Linked DNA regions of Rattus norvegicus: region 2 is linked to region 1. Evidence: chromatin contacts called from public Hi-C data. All regions are on one chromosome and are shown on one strand. The core of a region is the stretch at or near the end of the contact, and the rest is flanking DNA. Distances in the headings are between cores, read along the strand shown. Region 1 has its middle 47 kb from the start of Mtdh. Region 2 holds the start of Rpl30 (ribosomal protein L30).

The links. Hi-C and Micro-C count contacts between places; a contact is called where the count stands out from the background.
Region 2: a Hi-C map of psoas muscle shows a contact between it and region 1, with 2.2 times the contacts expected there. The contact joins the promoter of Rpl30 here to the enhancer-like site in region 1. A contact is called at or near these places in 3 of 12 Hi-C or Micro-C datasets (the A7r5 cell line, kidney and psoas muscle).

The regions. Positions count from the first base shown.
Region 1 is chr7:67,142,967-67,148,367 of GRCr8, forward strand. No RefSeq gene overlaps it. Among named protein-coding and RNA genes, the nearest start is that of Mtdh, 47 kb to the right of the region's middle. Within about 2 kb of position 3,390, at least 6 of the 93 cell types and tissues checked have an H3K27ac peak or open chromatin away from gene starts, as enhancers often do.
Region 2 is chr7:67,534,424-67,539,824 of GRCr8, forward strand. It overlaps Rpl30 (ribosomal protein L30), which reads right to left and starts at 2,132. Exons shown (of 5, transcript NM_022699.4): 1 at 2,054-2,132; 2 at 1,894-1,946; 3 at 1,502-1,647; 4 at 98-228. The coding sequence starts at 1,914. Erich5 (glutamate-rich 5) reads left to right here and starts at 3,731. Exons shown (of 3, transcript XM_006241547.5): 1 at 3,731-5,401.

The sequences.
Region 1 (5,401 bases), core at 2,140-4,639:
AGACATAAAATGCAAATGCTTCTGGGAGAGGACACATCACAGCCAGCACATGGGAACATGAGTCTATAAAATAGACAAACATCAGTCCAGAAATGGGTAATACCTTAAATGATGATCTAAGTAAAACTTTGAGCAGAGGTAGAATAAATGAAAGGCAGGTCATTGTCCCCAAAGCAATAGAAGTGCATTTCTTTATTCCTAGCAACTTCCACGGCTTTCTGGTGCCTTCGAGTACAAAATAGCATTCGTGTTTGCTTTTTGAGACAGCCTCACTATGCAACCCTGACTGGCTTGGAGCTCTATGTAGGTCAGGTTGACCTGCAACTCACCGAGATCCCCCGCACTCGGACTCCGGGTTGCTGGGATCAAAGGCCTACACCACCACCACTCCATGTAGTCTTGTGGTGGTGGCGGCTGTGCCCATTTCTAGGAAGAAGTGATTGTAGCTCCAGCGGCCGGTGTGAGGGTTAAAGCCAGTTCAGGCAGTTGAATCTCTGAGGAGGGCAGGGTGCAGAGGTGAGGAAGGCCAATGTTATCCCCTTCACACCTTTAGTTTACTGGGGTTGTCTGTGTTGCAAACCCAATCCTTTCCCTCAGTGAGGGCTCCATCTGGTGGGGGAAACCGTCAACGAAAGCAGCAAGTGAGGAACCACTGGGGAAATGCAAATGAAAAGTTACTAAAATGGACTAGCCACATTCGGAGAACTCAAAAGCCACATGTTGCCTGTGGCTACAATAACAGAAAGTACAAACACAGAATCATTTGTTGCTGGAAATCATTGCCTGGGAAACACTTCGGTTCCAAAGACTTCAGGTGCCAAAATGCATGAGCCGGAGAGCTCGCTCATCAGCTTCAAACACATGTTGCCCTTGCAGAGGATCAGAGTTTAGTTCCCCACAGCCATTCACATGGCAGTTCCACAGGATCTGATGTCCTCTTCTGACCAGTAGTGACCTCCATGAGAGTGGCTCACACGTTTGAATGCTTAGACCCCAATGGATGGAAGGTTCAGCTCAGAATGCAAAGGAAACAAGGTGATTTTAACTGTGTCTTATATAACATCCCAGTGTCAGGAAAAGACGATGTCAGAACAGCATCTGTCCATCCGTCTTAAGTCCTCACTGAACCATGAAGTCCAACTTACGAAGGCCGGCCCTGAGGAGGAAGTAGAGAGACATACATACTTGAGCACAAGGGTCTCAAAGGAGGATATTCTTTCCTACAAGAGGGAAAGATGCCCAGTCCAAAGAGACTGGGAAGAGCCTCCTGCTTCAGGTCCTTCTCCTGGCGGTCCTGGGAAGGGGAGAATAAAAGACTACAGAGGAAACGAGATGGGATTGTTCTTGTGGTAGTGAAAAAGCCAGAGTTGGGGCCTATCTGGGACCAGTGGGAAAATTCCCACCACGAACCTCCGAGCACAGGGACCCTTCCCTTCCAGGAAGAAAAAAGCTGGCTTAGTTCCTGAAACAGCTGCAAGCCACACTGTCACACAAAGCTACCTGACTCCCAACTGAAAGTCCTGAACGGTACACCGAGTCTGTCTGAAAGTTGCCCTGACTGGAAGACATAGGCAAAGGTCACCTCCTGCCCCGTCCTGCTTGTTCTAGTCAAGACTCAGGTGACTTAGGTGAGGCTCCTGTTAGAGCATCCTGATTTCCATTTTACTGGTGCAAATGCACACTCAACAGATGCCCTCATACCACACCCAGGTTAATGTGGAGCCAATGGCCCATCGAGGCATAGCAAAGCCTATGTGCAAAGCTGAAGGGCCACCTCCATACACTGAACCCTATTTGTAATAGATCGGTGTCAACATGAAAGGAGATACGTTACATGCTAATTTAAGTGGGGGAGTCAGATTACAAATCACTAACATGCAAAGGCAGTTGATTTTTTAATAGTTTAAGATACTTTTATATATTAAAAGTACAGAGGACTGATTTTGGAGGCTGACACCTTTAATCCCAGCACTCAGAAAGCAGAAGGAGTGGACCTCTTTGAGTTCCAGGAAGCCAGGATTACCTAGTGAGGCTATGTCTAAATAAATAATGACACTACTTCACCATGTTATTGTGAAGATTGCATGGGGTCTCCAGATAAGGGCCCAAGGACAGTATCTGACATACTGACATATAGTATAGAAGGGTCTCAGTTGATTTCAGCTACCAATACTGTGTAATCTCATTACCTTTTTTTTTAATTTCAGGATAGGGTTTCTCTGTCTAGTAGCCCTGGCCTTCCTGGACTCACTTTGTAGACCAGGCTAGCCTCAAACTCACAGAAATCCCCTTGCCTCTGCTGGGATTAAAGGATGCACTACGAAGCTTAACCTCTCATTTCTTTTTAAAAAGAACCTGTGTGTGTGTGTGTGTGTGTGTGTGTGTGTGTGTGTGTGTGTGTGTGAATGTATGTATATATTTGAACATGAGAACTCTCAGGAAAAAAATACCTAATTGTTTCAATACGTGGTTAGTATAGTAGCACACAGTTTTATAATCATCTCAGAGGAAATTCTAATGGTGATGCTGTCCATTCAGATGCTAAGCACTGATGCAGAACCATGACTTACATGTTTCTAAGAAAAAAATAAAGTCCAGAAAGTGTCTGCTTTGTAAGCATGGGAATCTGAGTTTTAATCCCCATCACCTGGGTTAGACCCAGATGCAGTCATTCACAGCTGTAGCCCAGCACTGGAGCTGGGGTGGGTGCAGACAGTTTCCTAGAGCTCCTTGGCTGAATCAGTGCGATGCCTTGCATCAAAAAATAAGGTGGAGAGCAAAGAAAGATACCTGACACCAACTTCTGGTCTCCACATTCACACAACACACAAACACATGCACAAACTGGTGGGAGGGAGAGTAAGAAAAGAAATTTTACTTAGAGCCATTTACTTAAAAATAAGTCATTCTTTTAAAACAGAAGCCTGCAATAGACCTATCAAGTTTTCTTTTTCATGTTTTCCTGATTTTATTAACACTCAGAGTTTATTTTAAGTAAACCTTTGTCCCAGAGTCCCACACCCAACTGCAATGCACACACACACACACACACACACACACACACACACACACACTTGTACACACACCCTGGCCACCAGTGGTGTGGTTTCATCCTAGTCAGGCTGGATATTCCCCCTCCCAGACCTCTAAAAATAGGACAGAACAGGATCCCCCCACCCCACTACTTCCTTTCTTCGCATCGCAAACACTCCAAACTACTCTGGGTTTGAGAATAAGGAAGTCCCTGATTAGCCCGCGCCAGACACACCATTCCTCCTTTCTCTGCCACCATTTCCCTTTTTGCTCCCCTGAGATATAAGAATGTCCCTCCACCCACCCCGTCAGCCCCTTCCTTTTTCATTGTCTCTCATGAGCTGTGCCTTCCCATCCAGCAAGTTCCTCCAGAAACCAAGAATCACGTTTCAAAATCCCCACCTCCACAGAGTGGCCGGCCAAGAAAGCTTAACCCTCCGACTTCTGAGCTTTGTGACATTGGCTTGGGCTCCTCCTGACCCCCACCCCACTCCATTGCTGGAATAAACTTGATATGGGTATTATCTCTTTTTTAAACACTTGCTGTCGTTGCCGAGAACAAACAAATGGCACTCAGAAGGAGGCCACTGCATCTGAACTTTTGGAAGTGAAAACATGGCAAGGTGTCAGAACTGAGTCAAAACTGTCCCCTTCTTCCCGTGTAAGAGGCAAGGTCTCTGCTGGCACGGAGAAATCGCCAAAGCAGGCGCTGGCTACGGCACAGGGCAGTTTACTGCATCTGCAGAATGATGAAAGGGAACAACAACAACGGCTACGACAGCTGTCCTCCTTAGCCACAATGAGAAAGCCCCTAAAATCAATTACTATCAATACAACTTGCAGATAAGATAATAGCAGAATTTAGTAATGGATAAAACATGGCAAAACACAACTTCTGATTTTCCTAATACACTTAGAAATTTAGATTACATTGACAAAACAAAACAAAAAACAAACAAACAAAAAAAAAAAACACATTTATACTGGGTGGATGTGAACCTTTAACCCCAGCACTCCAGAAGCAAAGATTTTTCTTCTAGTTCAAGGCCAGCCTGGTCTACATGTTGAGTTTCAAGTCAGCCAGAGCTACATAATATTACCCTTCCTCAAAACAAAAACAAAAACAAAAACAAAAACAAAAAAAAGCCTGCATTGAGTTGTTATTTCTTTGTGGTAGAGAAGGTCAGAGGGCAATCTGTAAGAGTAGACTCTCCTTCGATCATTCAGGTTTCAGGGTTTGAACTGAGATCATCAGACTTAACAGCACGTGCCTTTATCTGCTGAGCCATCAGTCAGCCCTCTAATATGGCAATCTTTTTAACAGGCCTTATATTGCTTCATGTTCACCTCACAGAATTCCTTCCTGTCGGGAAAATGAACACGAAGTCCATGCTGAAGACTTATTCACGGCCAAGCATTAGCTGAGCTCTGGCCACATAGAGAGACTAGAGCTTTGCCACAGACAGTTCAAAACATTTATCCTCTACTTAGAAAAACATAGAAATAAAAATCACTCTCAGAAAAGCTAGAGGTAACTTATCAACGAGCATAATACCAAAGCTCTATGATCATTTTTAATAAGACCTTTAGGTTTGAGTGGGCCAGATAGGATCCCTATTAATAATAATTATTAGTAAAATGGAATAAGAATGGCCTATGTTTTTTAAAAATGTTTTCATTGTGTGTCTAAAACTCAGGTTTAACTGAACCTCCTGTATTACTATTCGCTAATTCTGACAACCTTAAAGTTGAGACATGTAGGGTACAAAAAAAGATCCTAGGCCAGTGGAGTTGGTCAGACAAGCTTCCTGGAGAATGCAGGCTTTAAGCCAGCTGCTGAGGAGAGCTTGAGATGGAAACAGAGAACGTTCCCCACGTAGGAAGTTCATGTCCTTGACACTGAAATGGAGATGAGCAAGTAAGTCCTGCTTGGGATGGCGACCAAGCTGGCTTAGCTGGTCCCCTGGACTGATGAGAACTGCAAACCCCAACAAGGAAGATCCCCTGGTTACCCTTGTTTTTCCTGTGTGGGCAATCTCTTGGCTGGATTTCTTTCTATGGAGCTTGTGAGTTTAAAAAAAAAGATAATGTTGCAGCTATTCACAGTGATATCCTTTTTACTAGGTTCTTTATTTATATAAAGCAAGACCAATTTTTAACAGTGTGGACACAAAAGCATTCCTATTTACAAGTTATACACATGTATATCAACATTAGCCTTGTATTGGATACACACCTTTTTTTAAATTTTATTTTATGTGCATTTGTGTTTTGCCTTCATGTATGTTTGATGCCGCCAAATCCCCTAGAATTGGAGCTACAGACAGCTGTGAAATGCCATGTGAGTGCTGGGAGTTGAACCCAGATC
Region 2 (5,401 bases), core at 882-3,381, 390 kb after region 1:
TTTCAATACTGAAGTTCTAATGGTCTGAACTCAGGAACCAAAGCCACTGCCTAATAAGTACATACATTAGAAAAAAAATATAATTTTAAAAGCATACCTGGGTCAATGATAGCCAGTGTGCATACTCTGTAGTATTTTCCACACGCTGTGCCCAATTCAATGTTATTGCCACTGTAGTGATGGACACCAGTTTTAGCCAACATGGCATAGTATTCTATTTCAGATTTCCTTGGGGGAACAACAACAAAAAGTCAGACAAAACCCCATACAAAGGTATTGACAGATTCACTACAAATTGGTGAGGCTTTAAAAAAAAAGATCATATTCGGTCCCCAGCTCCGAAAAAAAGAACCAAAAAAAAAAAAAAAAAGATCATAGATCCTTTACTAGTGTATACTGTACTTTTCTACTAAATACCTACTTTGTTGAGGTAGTATTCGGTACTAAATACATTGTATTCATGTTTCAATTTACTAAATACGTTTAAAATGTGTTTGAAATAAGTTACTTAGAAACCACAGGAAAAAATGGTGTCTAAAGTACTAGAAAAGGGATAATAGACATAAAAAAGTCAATGCTGGCCTGGTACACTGACAGCCTGTGCTGCTCTTAACAAAGTTCTGTTCCCAGCACTCACACCAGCTGCCTCACAACTACTTAACTCCAGCTCCAGGAGAATCTTCTGGATTCTCAAAGGGTGTTATTTCTCATGTCAGCAACAAGTATTATATACTCCATCTTAACAAACTGAGGCAAAGACTAATAGGAACGAGGGGTGGAATAGGAATTGGAATGGAGGGTAAAAAGTGTAAAAAAGATAGATAAGCCACCTTACCACCTACTACATACTGACCACTGCGTAAGGACTGCTGATACTATTACTCAAAGAATAAACACTTCAGTGCCAGGTTAATGGATTCAAATGGTTAAGATGTGAAAGTTCCACAGAAACTTGAGCTTATTATGTGGCCCATAGACCATCAACAGTGCCCCAAAGTGCTTATGAGAAATGAACTTCAAGCCCCAGACTGGACCACTAAGTCTGAACTACATAAAAGAATGAAGGTGTGCAATCACCATAGAAAAGTCAAGAGGCTTATACTATACAAGTTTCTTTAGCTTACTTAAAATACTATGCTCAAGTTAAAATGGTTAATCAAGAATAAACTAATGTTCAAAAAATTGGACCCTGCTAATAGGTGACTTTATGAATTTAGCTGAAATTTTTTAAAACTAAAACACGCACAGCAATGGAGTGTTAACACTTCAAATCTTGAAAGACGATCAAAAATAGGGATGTTCCAGATACGTGGGAAAAGCCACCGTGCTTCCCTGAACCTGCGTGTTATCATTTGTATGCGACCTGTTACACACTGTGTATTTACACTTACAGAAGAATACACACACAAATCAGGGTCCAAACATCAGAAAACAACCATCATTATTCTTCCCAATGCTGGAATCTACAATAAGCCACATACATTCATATTCCCTCCATTACCTCAAAGCTGGACAGTTGTTGGCGAGGATAACCAATTTCGCTTTGCCTTGTCTGATCATCTTCAGAGTCTGTTTGTACCCCAGCACGTACTTTCCACTTTTCATAACAAGTTGGAGCCGAGAGTTGATTGACTCCAGAGACTTTTTCTACAATGCAAACATTTGAGACTTGAAAACCACTCGCAGCCATCTCAAAACCAAACCCAGTTCCAAATTTCTGGAATTGAACACTTTAATGATGCCTGCGAAGTCACGTAGGGCCTCTCGGATTCACTTTGAAACCCTGAAACGTCAGCGGCATGCAATCCACCCAGTGTGCTCAGATCTATCCGCCCCGGCCCAGACCCAGCTCTCCACGTGAAGCGGCTTCCGGGCTCGGTCGGCTTCACTTACCGTCTTCTTTGCAGCCACCATCCTCTTGCCTTAGGTGCGGGACAAGCCCCAACCTAGAATACACAGAGGGCAGAAGTGAGGATTATGATACAGAGCGTCAAACACCAACTAGCGGAGCTCCCCGAGCCGCCTAGTCCTCTACCCAGCAGAGCTCACTCACCAAGATCAGACGCCAAGATGGCCGGGGAGCGAGAAAGGAAGGAGCTCCCACAATGCAAAGCTCTTCTAGGCGAACAGAGGATTATGGGACAGGAAGCGGAAGCAGAAGCCGAGCCTGTCACTAGCGGAAGGGCACTTGCTGGAGTGAGCTGTGGCAGTTGGTTGCTATGGGGATCTGGCTGGGCTGCTACGTGGCCTGGGCTGCGGCCTACGGTTCTCGGTTTGTGTTCTGCTGCTGTGGGCTGAAACCGCGGAGAACGGGAACTCTATAGGAGCTGGCGACGACGGCCGAGGGCGCCGTGTGTGAGGCGGCAGGGTCTGGGCTGGTCTCCGCCGGATGTGGCCTCGGGATGTTGTTCCGGGAAGACCACGGGACGCGGCGTTACCTTTGGAGGCAATTTCTGTCCACCTGCCGCTGATCTTCTTGCTTGCCGCTCGTAGGAGACACCCCCCGCACCCCCCAACACACATACATACATACACTTCCTGTGGCGGTTTTATTCCGTGTACTTGGGAGCCGACTTTGCACAGGGACCGCAATTAAAAAAAATAATCTAAACTCGGTGAGGTGGCTGAGCGGGTAAATGCGCTTGCCACTAAGCAGATGGATTGCGTTCCAAACCCACGTGGTGTAAGGGGAGCGCCAGGCTCAGCAGGTTCTCTGACCTGCGCTTGGATGCACACATAAGTATACAGAAGTAAACTGTCACAATACGAATACTTTTAAAATCACTTTGCTACGAAACTTGGGCCGTTGTATAAATGTAGTATTCGTGGGGAAAAAAAAAAAGAGAGAGACTGAAAGCCTCTATTTATGCACTCTAGCACCAACAAAAACCCCGGGTTGTTGAGATTGTTCAGTCAGTATAGTGCTTGCCTTGCAAGCATGAGGACCTGAATTCTATGCCTAAACCTCCCCGCCACACCCCACCCCCAAAAAGTCTGGCATGGTTGTGCAGGATCGTAATTCCATTTCTGGAACAGATCCCTGAGGCTAACGCCACCCAACCTAGCCTAACCTGTCAGCTCCAGGTCCCAGTGAGAGATCCTGTGAAAAATAATGTGGACAACTATCGAGTAAGCACACCAGAAATTGACCTGTGACCCCTGCCCAGCTGCACAAACACCCGCGCCACCAAACATATATAAGCATAAAAAAGTAAAACCAGGTTAGTAAGTAAGCTGTATGGTGTGCTACTTTGCCCTGGAGGTTAGGAGAGGGAAGAACAACCCTGCCTCCCCTTAATAAAAATAATTTTAAAAACATCCGTGAGCCATGCGGGTCCTAGTAACCTATGCCTTTAATCCCACCTTGGGCAGGCAATCTCTGTGAGTTGATCTTTTAAAAAAAGTCAGAAATTAAAACGTTTATTTTACCTAGCTAATACATACACTATGATATGAAATAGTAACGTTATTCTCAAATTTTTACAGCTAATGTATTACAGAAGTATGAATAGAACCAGGCCTGTAAATTAAGTAGTTTTACAAATGAAAGTTTATTCAACTGTTGTGGCCCATTTTGTTGTGAATTTGACCAAATGGTAGTGTTCAATTACCATACTATTTGCTTTAACATTTAGGCATAAAGTACTTAAGATGGTACAAATCTGGGCTGGAGAGATGGCTCAGCGGTTAAGAGCACTGACTGCTCTTCCAGAGGTCCTGAGTTCAATTCCCAGCAACCACATGGTGGCTTCCAACCATCTGTAATGGAATCCGATGCCCTCTTCTGGTGTGTCTGAGGACAGCTACAGTGTACCCACATACATGAAGTAAATCTTTTAAAAGGGGGGGGGGGGGGCGGGGGACAGGCTGTATCCCTTGTTAGAGCACAAACAGTTCTAACAATTTCATCTGGTAGTTGTTGAACTGGCCTGGCTGTCCAGCAGCTAAAATGACCATATTAACAGTTACTTGATGTTCATAGTGAGGCATGCCTCAGTGCTTGTGGAACGCATCCTTCATATTCTTGCCAGCCCACCTGCACATTAAGCATGCTGATAAATATGTTGGTAAGGAGGAACGATGAACTCAAGGAAACAGTCTCTGACTTGGTGAATAACCATTGTGCACTTGAGCATCCTAAGGGGGCAAGAGAGAATGGCAGCTACCCAGACCCCTCCCATCTGACAGACTACAACTTCGAGTTGAAAGCCAGCCAGAGTAATGCTTCCCCTTGTCTAATTCTACTTTATTTTGCCATTTCCTATCCAAGGTAGCATAAATTTGTATACCCATTGATACAAAGAGCCAAGCAATACTTCCTGTGTTTATTGTGAGGAGTGATGCTATTGGAAAGTGAAGTGCTATCTATGTACTTGGTCTTTAGGTTAGCACTCAGGAAGCAGAGGCAGATGGATCTCTGAGTTCAAGGCCAGCCTAGTCTACAAAGGGAGTTCCAAGATAGACAGGGCTCCTACACATACAAGCCCTGTTTTAGAAAATCAAAAAAGTAAAATAAGAAAAACCACAGTAGCAGTTCTGACCAGATAGAATTAAGCCAGTAATCTAATAAGACTAAGGGAGGTCAGGTGATTGTTGAGGTCAGTCAGGCAGAGGCATGCATTGTGTTGTCTGCAGGCTTATGTAGAAACAACAGAAAGAAGCCCAACTAAGTAGAAAAGCAGTTTATTTTGCAGTTCAACAAAAGGACGAGACCCAGGTCTGGACAGATTAGGCATGGGAGAAACAGCAGCATGTTTCTGGTTCAAAGCAACCTGCAAAGCACAGGACAGGACCTCAATCTTATCCTGGGTGGTACCATAATTGGGTGCTTCATTTACAACTCTACCACACTCCAGGTTTGCCTACTTCTGGGTAGCTACATGGAGAGACCAGTAAGTCATGTAGAAATTAACTTACTATCATCCTTGTGACATAATAAAGTAAGTTCTTTGGAAAGGAATGTGTTAGGCAGGTAGGGTGTCTTGTTTTCATTTTCTCTTTTCGACATCTCCTTGCTTAGCATCACCCCCCCACCTCCCCGAATAGCTGGGAATGTTGGGATGGGGTGGGGTGGTGTATTTACATCTAGCAAAAGATGTCTAATATCTTAAGGACAGGACCACTGATAAGTGATCCTGGTGAAGATGTCAATAGGAATAACAAGTCTGATCTAGCATCCATTTCAGTAAAAAAGTGTCTGCTCACCTAGGAATGCAGAAATGGTTTGGTGGGTAAAGTGATTGCCTCAAAAGCATGAGGACCGGACTTCAGATCCCTAAAATCCACATAAATTGGTTTCCACAGTGTATATGATCCCAACGCTCCTTCAACAAGATGAGAGGTAAAGAGATAGGAGGGTCCCTGGATGCTTGTGAGTCAACAGTGTCAAACAAAAGTCTCT